Regions from separate parts of the Mus musculus genome. Here region 1 is linked to region 2. The links are chromatin contacts, called in public Hi-C maps. All regions are on one chromosome and are shown on one strand. Each heading gives the region's core, a stretch centred on a gene start, on an enhancer-like site or on the middle of the called end of the contact. The rest is flanking DNA. Distances are from core to core; before and after follow the strand shown. Region 1 holds the start of Prickle2 (prickle planar cell polarity protein 2). Region 2 overlaps Prickle2 (prickle planar cell polarity protein 2).

What was found. Hi-C and Micro-C count contacts between places; a contact is called where the count stands out from the background.
Region 1: a Hi-C map of forebrain shows a contact between it and region 2, with 2.0 times the contacts expected there. The contact joins the promoter of Prickle2 here to the enhancer-like site in region 2. A contact is called at or near these places in 3 of 39 promoter capture datasets (the 3T3-L1 cell line, cranial neural crest and embryonic stem cells) and 4 of 484 Hi-C or Micro-C datasets (cerebral cortex, cortical neurons, forebrain and 1 more).

Annotation. Positions count from the first base shown.
Region 1 is chr6:92,703,986-92,710,301 of GRCm38.p6, reverse strand. It overlaps Prickle2 (prickle planar cell polarity protein 2), which reads left to right and starts at 4,118. Exons shown (of 9, transcript NM_001081146.2): 1 at 4,118-4,198; 2 at 4,871-4,956. The coding sequence starts at 4,157.
Region 2 is chr6:92,607,647-92,613,795 of GRCm38.p6, reverse strand. All of the region lies in intron 2 of Prickle2 (prickle planar cell polarity protein 2), which reads left to right. Among named protein-coding and RNA genes, the nearest start is that of Prickle2, 95 kb to the left of the region's middle. Within about 2 kb of position 4,660, at least 52 of the 459 cell types and tissues checked have an H3K27ac peak or open chromatin away from gene starts, as enhancers often do. A contact at or near this core is called in cortical neurons and forebrain, where this site is marked.

The sequences.
Region 1 (6,316 bases), core at 2,869-5,368, 97 kb before region 2:
AGGCCTTCTGAGGTCTTCCGCACAGCAGGAGAGAGGCTTCACTTGACTTAAAAAGCCACAGATTTATAGAAGGGAAAAAATAGAAAAGTCAAACTAAATAATTTAGGGACTTTATATAGGTTAAGGTGAGGGGAGATGCACAGTGTTTGCTATACCTGGTCCAGATTTGATGTTAAAAAAAAAAAAAAAAGAAAAGAAAAAGAAACTCTCAAGCAACAAGGGCATATTTCTCAATTTTAGATCCTTTTTGATTTCTGCTTATAGAATGAACATATGTTCATTACAGGAACTATATTTCAGAAGCAGAAAGGAGAAAAAAATTTAAATCTTACATCAGTTCATCCTAGGGTGTGGTGTGTGTCTTTCCTAATCAGAGCTACTCTGCCTTGGTTTTGGCTTTCCACTTCATGTTTCAGCAGAGACCCCCATGCTGACAAATGTGTATGAAGATTTCTTCACGCTCCGTTAGTAATCACATTGCCTGGAGAGACTAGGAGGGAACATAAATCAAAGACCACAAATGCAAAGGTACAGCACCACAAAGTTGCCTGCTGTCTGCAGACAGCTGATGGCAAGAGTTTGTCTTCCTTCCTTACTAAACTTCATCTTCCTAATCAAGAGAAAGTAACTGATGAGTATATAGAGAAGATCTTATAAGCTGCAGGACATTTACACCTGTCTGGCAGGAATGCATCAGTAGGGTCCAGGTTCATGAAAACGTGCTCTTATAAAATATGCACGGAGAAAGCACTCCTGCAGCCTGATTTGTGGGGTGTGCTAGGGCTCATGCCTGTGTTGTGTGATACTATTCCTGGGGAGACATAAATAAATGTCTACTCACCAGAGTCATTGGAAGCTAACGACAGATCAAAGGATGGATACCAACAAAGTCCAATTTGGTGAACAAGTGAGTTCTATTGGATTTACTTAGAGGGAATATGGGTAAGGGGTTACATCCAGGAACAGAAATGACTCAAATAAAGCTCCATCACCAAAAGCCCACCCTACCATGGGTGACAACTCATGAGTTCTGGAAACCTGGGCCACAGTACATAGCTTGCAGGCATTTCAACAAGCTAGAGAGTGTCCTTTCTAGATGTGATTTGCTTTCAGGCAGCTCAGCTTGACTAAGAGCATTTCCCAGCATTTACTTCTTTAGCTTCCCTGCAAGATACACTGTATCACCTTCATTTAGACCAGCCTGTGTTTCACCTCCTTTTTAACATCTTAAGGTTAATTCCCTCCAAGATGGAAGGTTTTAATCTGGAGGAAACTATGTGACAATGTGGCTTATTCCAATAACTCATGAGGTTCATTCACATCACTCTTGCATCTCCTCTTTGTCTAAACAACAAACCTTTCGTAGACTCATATTCTCAAGGATGTCACTATTGCTAATCCTTTATCAGCTACATTTATCTAGGAGCAAAACCTGGGACGGGGCACCTTCCAGTAGCTCCTGTAGCTACTTTTGGGGAATAAATAGCAGGTTTCATTTCCTCTGGACATCTGCTGTCCATCTCCTGGAAACTTACACAGCACTGATGCTCTTACTGTGTTGCCCTAAAAAGTTTTGCAGTTAAAATACATGTAGACACCATTCATAATTACAGCATCAATGCTGTTCCCCATGACCTTTTCCTACGGGGCAGACATGAGAGTACAGTAACTCTTCGAGAGGATCCAGTGAGCATCTTGCCCTGAGAAGTTTCCATTACTATCCTATCCTGACCCTCCCCCTGCCAAAAAACAAACAAACAAACAAACAAACAAACCAAAACCCCAAAAACCTGAAGCTATTGCCTTATTAGTTTTATGATTTAATATGTGCATGCCTCTATTTCAACCCTGATCACCCCACGCTCCCACCTTCTCCTACTCTGTATTCCCCATATACCATTCTTAGGTATGGGGCACTCACTGGATCCTGCTAGATCCACCAGAGGGCATACCCTTAAAGAAAATTGGTTCTCTCTCTCCCCCTGGATGCCACCGAGTGTCAGTAGCTCCCCAGTTAAGGGTGAGGAGATCAGGCAGCCCTCCCTTCTGCACATTGGTTGGAATATTGATGGCTTGATCTTGTGCAGACAACTTCAGCTTCTGTGCATTCGTGAGTGCAGTGGTTCTGTTATGATCAGAAGACAACATCACTCTATACGCCATGGCTTATTCTCTACAACTGCCACCAAAGACGATAGTGGGTGGTCACCACTTACCTCAGTCCTTATTTAGTGTCTGAATTTCAGAACACTTTGCGTGTATATGTTTAAGTGTGTGCAGGTGCTCTGCTCTCTCGGGGGTTATCCACTTAGTCGTCGTTAGGGTTTTGTTTTGTTTTGTTTTGAGATGGGGCCTTTCATTGGTCTGGAGCTCACCAAGTAGGCTAGACCAGCAGAACAGTGAGCCCCAAAGATCTTCCTGTTTCCACATCCCCAGCTCTGAGTTTACATGTGTTTTCCACCATGCCTAGCTTTTGTTTTCTTTCTGTTTTGAAATGTGGGTTCTGAGGCTCAAACGCAGGCTTCATACTTGAAGAAGAAGCATGCCACCAGCTGATCTCTCACCATAGCCCTCTGGCTCTCAGAGCATTTTTATAAGGGAAGGAAGGATGGTGAGGTGGGCGAGGCAGGGCAGGATAAGGCAGGATTCAGCAGATATATCTGGTATTGATTTTGATTCTTTGATCACAGTACATAAATATTTGTCTTAATTGCTGAATTTATTCTCTGTAAATTGTGCTCCTGAGGCAAAGGCCTTACATGCCTCTCCTTAGAACCAAACTAAACTTCGTTGTCTTATTGGTGAACGTGGACAGCTTGTTCTGATGAAGAAGGGGGTGTCTGAGTTGCATCTGGCTATTCCTTTGATTTTGATAGATAGGTATCTTGCCCCCCGCCCCCCATTTGCTGGGTTATCCCAGGTGGAGATGGCTTCTCTTCATTCAACTTCAATGGCCCAGATATAAAATGCTAAGCCAGAAGATGACCATCTTCTTCTCAGTGATGACAAATTGTCTTCTTTTGACTTGCAGGAGTATCCAGAGTATACAAACCTACATATGTGCCTAAGCAAAGAAGACAGGGCCCTTCTGTCATTTGGGTTTGGTTGAGAACAGATGTCAACACATGATTTGTATGTCATGAATGTGTAAGGGATGGCTTAGTGGGTGGTGGAGAGAGTTCAGGGGAAGTGCTATTTGAGCGGATGTATCAATGACTAGTGGACACCATAGTCTTGCCTGTTAGAACAACATCCTTGTTTTCCATCTCTAATCTTGCATCAGTCCTGAGTTTGTGCCAGTTACAACCACTGCACATGACCTGACTCATCCTTCAACCATGCTATAAGATAAAGTCTTCTGTTACATCTTTATTTATTTATTTATTTATTTATTTTTAAGGGATTGATAAGAGGGCAGGTAATGGTGGTACATGACTTTAATCCCAGTACTCAAAAGCCAGAGGCAGGCCAGTATTTGTGAGTTAAAGACCAGTGTGTTCTACATAGTCCAGCCAGGGCTACATAGTAAGACACTCCCACACCCATCTATCGATCTATCTATCTATCTATCTATCTGTCTGTCTGTCTGTCTGTCTGTCTGTCTGTCTGTCTGTCTGCATATAGATACATACATTTATATGCATACATTTATATTAGACACATATATTGATAAGCACACAAGTTTAACAAATTTTGAGAGATCATTAATACACAGTGGAAGAAGAGTTTAAATGTTTAAATTTAATGTGAAAATCTCTCATCTTTGCATCTCCTCCCGATGTCTGTGAAGTGTCCCCTGCCTCCTAACTTCAGGGACCAGAGTGAGCGGAAGAGCTTTTAGGGGCTGGGCCAGCCAAAGAGTTCTCCCCAGAGGGCAAGGAAGCAGGAGAAAAGAGAAAGTGGCCTCAGCTGGTGCCAGAGAGGATGGGACTGGCTGGGGGAGGGCGGGGAGCTCGCCGAGAGGGGAGGGACCAGCAGGCGGGGAGCGAGCTGCAGAGGGAAGGGAGGAGGGGAAACGTGCTCTCCCGAACCAGGCGGGACAGCTAGGCGGAGACCGCCCGGCTGACGACCGCACCAGCCCAGTCCACCCGCCCTCCCGGCGGCTGCAGCGCGGACACATTCAACCGACAGCGCTGCGTGCGGGAAGCGCCCGGCCATGTTCAGCCGGAGCTCGCGGAAAAGACTGTCCCGCCGCTCGGTGAGTGTCCTCCACCCGAGCGGAGCCGCCCGCCCGGTCCCCACCGCCGGCAGCCAGCGCCCGGGCCCAGCCCCTCTCCACCCCGCGGCCGCGCACCTGTGGCCCCAGGTAAGCTGGCCCCGCGGGCGCGCGAGGGGCTGGGCCCTACCCCAGGCCGGGCGACAGTGCCACCAGGGACCTGGACCCTAAATGCCATAGTTCAGGGCACCGCGGGTGAACCTTTTTCTTTTCCTCTTCTCGTAAGGAATATGGGAACCCCAGCTGAGAAACAGGACCTGGGACTGGCTTTTGGGCGTCCCAGCTACCCTCTTCTAGGGAACCCTGGCTTAGTCCAGGACAGCCACCAGGTGGTCCCCGCAACTCCAGGGAACGGAAAGGTCTTGCTTTTGTTTCTTAGAAACCGGTGACCAAGGTGTCTGGGGGAGACAAAGCCCCAGCCAAGCCATTTCTTGGTGGTTTGGTGCCCATGCTCTCTATATAGACAGCCCACCTGGAATCACATGCCCTTCTCCAGGTGGGAGAATCTGGTCCCAAGTCCCCAACATCAGAAAACAGTTGAGTCCAATCACAGAGGCGGGGTGGGAGGGGCAGGCCTTCCTGCCTAGGATACAAGTGGGGCTTTGAGGGGAGCCCTGGTGGTGGACACGCTTGTGTTGTCTTTTTGTTTTGAAGTTGACTGGACTGGGTCGGATTGAGAGAGGCCAGCCATGTAACGCCTGTGGTGACCAGTGTCCCGGGTTCGCCTTGCACAAATGGAGGTAGGATGGTCTTAAACACACAACACTAGGGAAGAAAAATAAATACACTTTCCCCCTTTTAAGTCTATCCTGTAAGTCACATGGAAAGAATGCAAACACTGTTCCTTTAAGAGCCCAGCTACATCTGCTACAAATATTGAAGGTGGAAGTGGTGGCCAGACACTGGAGGATGCAGGAGATGCATTTTCCTGATGCCAGAGCTTTAAGTGGGAAGTCTCTAGGTAACTCTGCCCCAAACAATTCAAACCCGGAGCATGGCGGTGTTGCTAGGCTCCGTGGTGCAGTGGGTGGAGGATTGCCTAGACGAACTGGTGTTCTCCGATTGTGCTTTCAGTTCAGTCCTTGTAACTCTGGGTCCCAACCACAAATCCACCACTGCCTGCCTGTGCTGTGTCAACCTCTTCCCGTAGCCAGATGTTTCTTATTAATGTGCCTCGAATGTTGATTTTCAGGCAGCCTCAGCTGGCTTGCAATGATTTTGTTTGGGAGTGGAGGGATCCGGGTACCCTCCCACTGCATCTGACTGGTAGGGCGGTGATTGAGGGAAGTTGGGGTGTGGGTTTACAGACTCCGCTTGGTGATATAAAGGTGAGTTCCCTCCCTGTCATCTTGATGAAAAGGAAAAAGTGAGTACAGTGGACAGTTGGCCAGCATCATTCTTGGATTAAAGCATCCTTCCTCCCACTCGCAGGGTCCTTTGAAGGAGACTGTTTTGGATACAACAGAGAAAAGTTATTTGTGACCCCCTACCCCTAACCACCACCACCTCTGCACATCTCTAGTTTCCTATAGCACTGGTGCATGCTGGGCATTCCATGATAAGGAAGGAAACCCCCAGCTGGTTTCTTCAGAGATGAAGTGCTTTTGTTCCCACCTCAGATGAGCCTGGCAGGCTCTCTGCCTTTGTTTCAGGGCAATGAGCACAGACTTGGGGCTTTCAAGCATTTAATGACTAGTGTGACAGAGTCCAGGCAGGCAACATTATAAATATGTGATTGGATATAAGCGTCTGTCAATAGAGTCAGTGCTGTCTTCAAGGTGATATGCTCTGGGCAGGCCCTCGGGTGTCTCAGGTATGAAAGTGGCTTACACATGGGCGTGGATATTGAAACCTTTTTGTAAGCTAAATTCAGTGTGAAAGAATAGCTCATGGCTTCTCTTGATCCATCTGGCAATGTAATGGAAGTGATGAGCAGGGTAGGTGGTTTGCAGTCTCCCTGTCTTCTTTGCCTGTGGATCACCTTCTGACCAGAGGCCAGTTGGCAAGTGGCTCAGTGAGGGTATATAGCTGTGTGACCACTGAATGTTCAGTCCCGAAGAGTCTACAGTTCCCAATTTCTCTACTGTTATACAGGAGTGA
Region 2 (6,149 bases), core at 3,411-5,910:
TGGGGATCCATCCCATAATCAGCCTCCAAACGCTGACATTATTGCATATGCCAGCAAGATTTTGCTGAAAGGACCTTGATAATAGCTGTCTCTTGTGAGGCTATGCCAGTGCCTGGCAAATACAAAAGTGGATGCTCACAGTCATCTATTGGATGGAACATAGGGCCCCCAATGGAGGAGCTAGAGAAATTACCCAAGGAGCTAAAGGGGTCTGCAATCCTATAGGTGGAACAACAATAGGAACTAACCAGTACCCTCAGAGCTCGTATCTCTAGCTGCATATGTAGCAGAAGATGGCCTAGTTGGCCATCATTGGGAAGAGAGGCCCATTGGTCTTGGAAACTTTATATGCCCCAGTACAGGGGCAAGAAGTGGGAATGGGTGGGTAGGGGAGTGGGGGGAGGGTATGGGGGACTTTTGGGATAGCATTGGAAATGTAAATGAAGAAAATACCTAATAATAATTTTTAAAAAGAACAGACAGGCAAAATAAAAATAAAAAAATAATAAAAAAATAAAGCAGACTGAGAAAGCCATGAAGAGCAAGGCCGTGTTCTTTCATGGCCTCTGCTTCAGTACCTACTTTGGCTTCCCTCCATAGTGGATTGTCACCTATAAATCAAATGAACCTTTTCCTCACCAAAATGTTTTGGCCAGTGCTATATCTCAGTAACAAGAACAAGCTCTGACAATACTGTATGTGTTTTGTATGTTTTTAACCATTCTTTTCCTTCATCCTCCCAAATTCAACAAATCTAATCATAATTAGAATTCTTAGTTTTTGATCCATATAGGTTGTGATAAAGCAATTTATATTTTTATGGAAGGTAACTCTTTAGAATGAGAATGTTGGGATTTTCTTCATTATCTCTCTCCCCCTCTATAGGAGGCCTTTGATGCTCCTATTCAGTGTAAAGGATTACTTCACTGTCAATCAAGGCCAACTCTTTTGAAAACCTACTAACAGTTGAGAAGGAGATGGGCTTATATAACAGCTCTTTGGACTTCAGTTAGATAAAAGGAGGAACTTTCAGGCAAAACTCAAAAACAGTGGGAGTTCACTGCCAGTCCAGGGATAGAAGGCCTTTCTTGGAGAAGTCAAAGCCTAGAAAGTCACTGATCTGGAACAGTCTGGAGTAAGTCTTCTTTGGGAAGCTTTCACCCTTGAATGATCTGCCAGCCTCACTTTGGATCTGTGTTTCTATGAATGATCCTGGGACATTCCAAGAATCTTACCCTTTGTCTCCTGTGACTCTACCTGAGGCTCTTTCTCCTCCTCCTCATATCCTGAAGAAAGAATCTGAGGGGCAGTTGTGGAATTTTGACCACCAAGACCTTGGCAAAAGCAAAAATAAAAGAGAAGTAGTCAGCCAGCTTTTACATTGTGTGCTTTCAGTGTGACTTCATTACTGGAGAGAGAAAGCAAGCCGAGGTCATGGGTCTTCTGTTTCTCGGCCACACTGCAAAACCATTGTGTGGAGGAGGAGACTTGGAGCTTCCTAGAAATAGTGAATGCTGACCCAGGATCTTAGAAGTCTGAGAGGTGTCCAGTAAGCAGTATTACACACACACACACACACACACACACACACACACACACACACACACACACACAGAGAGAGAGAGAGAGAGAGAGAGAGAAAGAGAGAGACAGACAGAAACACAGAGACACAGAAACACACAGAGAGAACAAATACACAGAAACCAGCCCTGTGTTCTCTCCTGGTACCTCCCCCCAGTGGAAGGCAAGGACAGTGACATAGCCTGAGATCCTTCCAACCTTGTGCCCAGCAAGGATACAACCTATTTTATAAGTTGTTGTTATTGCTACTGTGACCACTGTCCTCTCTGCTACCTGACCTAGAAACCCTGGGCTCTTCCCTTTAGTCTGTTTCCAAACTACTTACTAATTCTGGATAACTCCAAATATTTTAAAATTTTATTTCTAATGGCTTTGTCTCTGTTCTCCTTCGGGCTTTCCAGTTCATTCCAGCCACAGCATCTTCGATGCTCTCTGTTCCTCTACTCTTCGTCCTTCCTCCATGGTGTGGCTGGAGTTGCCTTCAAATGTGCACGTTGTGACATTTCCTTGATTTAGATCCTCTTTTTCACTTGGGATAAAACAAATTCCTTGCCACCAGTGTGCATAGCCCTGCTCTGTCTGAGAGGACGACAGCCATTGCCCAATGCCACTTTTCTGCCTTGCCTACTCTATTGAGTTGCAGTGATTTCTGGTCTTGCTGGGATGGACATTTTTAATTCCTTAGAACCTTTGCAGAAGACTTCTTGTGCCAATTTCAGACTCTCCTGGGATCTAGTTCTTCTCACTTCGGGCTTCAACTGTTTTCACTTCTTCAAGGAGGCCTTAGCAGTAGGCACCCATATGAAGCATCTTTCTTATTCTTTGTCATGTTTATTCATAACATGATACATTTTATGACTGCTTTATTTCTTTGTTGTTCCCTTGTGTTTTGTCACATTCTCTTACTGTCACGTGACGAACCTTTTTTTTTTTGGTTCATTCACCAGCCTGCCCATAGCTCCTGCTTCAGAGCTTTTTGTATCTTTTATGCTTAGGAAATTCTCACGGTTTGACTGATACATGAATGGGGAGATGGGTTTGTTTCTCACTTTTCCACAGATACTTAGTAAATAACTCCTGTGGACAGGACCTAGCACAGAGTCCCTAAAGAGGAGCAGGAACAGAGTGATAATTGCCAGACATAGAAGTATTTTAATTTTTCCAGAAATACTGGACTGATTTTACTTTTCAGAGACAGCTCTGTAATTGTATAACTTTTTTTTTCTTTTCCACATTGACTGCTATAAAATTAGAGCCAAATTCGTGGCCCATACATCTTTTGGGTAGGCAATGCAGCCTCGTTCTTGGATCTGTTTCACGTCCCTGTCCTCATTTTTCTTCTCCTTTTGTTCCTATTTTAAATTTATGCCATCTTATATTTCATATGTCCTCATAGCTGCCTTAAGTTCTCTCTAAAGTACGGCAAGGTGTCAATCAATGAATATGTGGAAAGGTGAAGAGAAGCCCCTGAAGTGTAAAGCCGGCGAGTGCCTCCTACCTCACAGAGGGAACAGTTCTTTGGGAAGCTCTGGAAGCCCCAGGGAGCCGGTGGGGAGAGAGGTAGGAGACAGCTCCAGCAAGACCCAGACTCCTCATCGGCACAGGAAATATGCCTTTGGCTGAGATTATTTAAGAAGAACTTAATTTTGGTAACTGGTTATTTTGCTTGTTTGGGCTGCATAGTGGGGCTCTAGATGTCACGCTGGGTTTTCCCATTATCTTTTTTCCTTTAGAAGTACCATATAATTTTCAAAATAATCAGTAGTCACCCATTCTGCTGCCTGACAGATACATATACATATATTCTAAGTGCAAGCCTTCATCCCCTGCACCAAATGGAAGCAGAAGAGTCTTTGTCTTAGGCGGTGATCTATCCTCTGGGCCCAGAACTGTTCTCCGTTATCTTGGTTGAATTAATGAATGAAGTAGCCTGGTTTCTCAAGTGAGAACAGCTTTCATTTCTTATTGTCGTTCACCCTGCAGTCCTGTCTGGTTTTATAATATTCTGTATTATTATATTCTGTAATAATGTTCTTGAAGGTGTTAATTACATTGATAAAACTGGAGCTGGTTCTTCCAAAGTCAATCGTTTGCGACTGAAACAGTGCTCTCCGTGTGACCCTTACACAGCTCTTCAGTAACCTCTGTCCTCGAGCCTCCCAGAGCCATCTGGAAATCATTCTAACCAACATCCCTTCTATATAATAGATCACTGTTTCCCTTTCTAATAGGGCTCTGGATCCCCAGAGCCCATAGCCAGCGCTGAGATGGGTTCCTTATCTCTGTTTCTTCGTTAAGAATGTGCACATATTTGGTTGCCAATGCTACAGTCCTCCACAGTGCTGCTCGTTGCAACAAAGGAAAGTGTTTGCCAAATGACTTGTCAGCATATGTTCTAGAACTGCACAGGCATACTGTTTGTAACTGGAAAATACCGATGCTGCTTAGTGAAAGATTAAGGACCAAGAAAGAGTGCATAGCTTTATTTAAAGGCACTTAGAAGTTCGGGTACAAACACAAGGGTGGGGTGGGAAGAAAAGAGAGAGGTTGTGGAGAGAATAGAAAGTAAGTAGATTGCAGGCAGTATACAATAAGATTCTGGAACCAAGGAAACCCGGTCCAGATTGCACTGCTGATGATGCATCTTGCACATCCCTAGCTAGCGTCCTCCCAGGTGATAACCTGTACAAGCCCACTGGTGATCTGTATCAGCTCTGTGGAAGAGAAGCATCCTTGAACTTTCCAAGGTCATGGCTCGAGCAAGCAACCCTCACACCCACTGAACCCCTAGATGGGCTGTGGAGTCAGAGGTGCTGGTGCTTGGCAAGGAAGATGCTGAGCCCTGAGATTGTCGCTTGTGCACTCAGCAGCTGACCATCCTGGTAGCCCCTGGGGTGAGCGGTTCATAAGCCTGGCCCCTTCTCTGCAGCAAAGGAACATCTGACTTCTTGATGTTCTCCAGACAATTTCCTAATTAGGAAACTCTGGCAGATCTCAAAGAGCAAACCAAACATGACTCTACAGTACAGGAGGAGCTGTACTGTGTACACAGAACACAGGCAGAACTATTCCTTGTCCTTGTATCCAATGCTGAATGAAGCTGACAGTACCAAGGTGGGTAGTGAGTGACATGGGGACACCTCTTATACTCACCCCTAAAACCAAAAATGGTGAGCAGCACTTGGGTTTGTTTTCATTAAAAGGCCAATTCTCATAGTAAAACCAAATACTGACCTAGTTTAGGCTTGCCTCATCTACCGTTCCTTGGACAATGTCAGCAAGTCAATGTGTTTATAGGACAGACATGGGTTCTGCTTAGGAGAAGAGGTTTCTGACAATTGCAATTCATATCGCCCTGGCAAATGTATATTGCAGTGTGCTGCATTCCTTTGTCATACCACAGAAACAACCCCACATTCAGTTCCTTGGAATGTTTCTAAATGTTTCTAAACTCAAGAATTTACAGTTGGGAGATCACGGCAGGGTATGGCAGTTTGATGGTTGTGACTTTGAGGATACCTGTCTGGGAACTAAGATATCGGACTAACAGAGAAAATAGTAACTGAAGAGCTTGTCCTGTCACACATGAGGCTGCTGGCTTCGGGCTCTTCTGCTTTACATTACAGTTTTCTCTGGATGGAAAGCAGCCTTCTCCCTCCCCCAAGTCATGTCGACAGGAAGAGATTTTACATTAAAAAGAGATTCCTCAGGAAATGAAGAGAATGTGGAGTTGGGTTGAAAATTTCCAAATGGTTTTTGAGTCAAGTGATTTTTGTCTTTCTGTCTGGTTGGCAAGGTGACCTCCCCCACAGCCCCACTCAAGCTGAGAGGAAGTCCACGCTGAGGACATGTAAGGCAGCCAGCAGCAACAAGGGCAGCAGAAAAGCCATCATGAGCATGAAATGTGGCTCATTACCAACCCAGGTGTACATCCTGGGCAATTGGCGATGCAGTTCTAGCAGATGAGAGATGAGAAGCAAACTTTGCCGTGGTTAGTGTCACAGCTTTCTCTGGCTAGCATTTGATTACAGCCGTGTATGTTCTTTTAAAGAAGCTAAAAAAACAAAACAAAACATGAGCTCGGGAGGAAGTGGAGTGGCAGGTCTCCTGCTGTCTACAGATTGTTTTAATCATGTTACATGGAAAGATGTGATGTTTTCTGAGAAAATTTGTCAAAACTAATAAGGCAATTTTTAAACCTATAACAACTCCTTCCCTTAGGGAATTCATGTAATTACTGGGGGCAACTCAGGTTGGCTCTGGATTTTCATGCTTTCTTTCTCCATTGCCTTCAAGTTCTACTTGGTGCTATCATAATATATGGTGTGATCTCAGAATTCAAACGGCCAGGGCAAGCGGAATGCTTTGAATTTGAGGACAACCTGGGCTACATAGCAAGACACTGTCTCCCTACCACCAACAAGCCTACTGGGAATGAACTATGACACCAAGCTATCCCTCCCAATGTAGTCCTGTAGATGTGTAAATAAATGTAGCATCATATCTTCTGGGGATAAAAATGTTGTTTTAATAGCTAGATGTGTTTGCATGGAGGCAGTCTCCATACA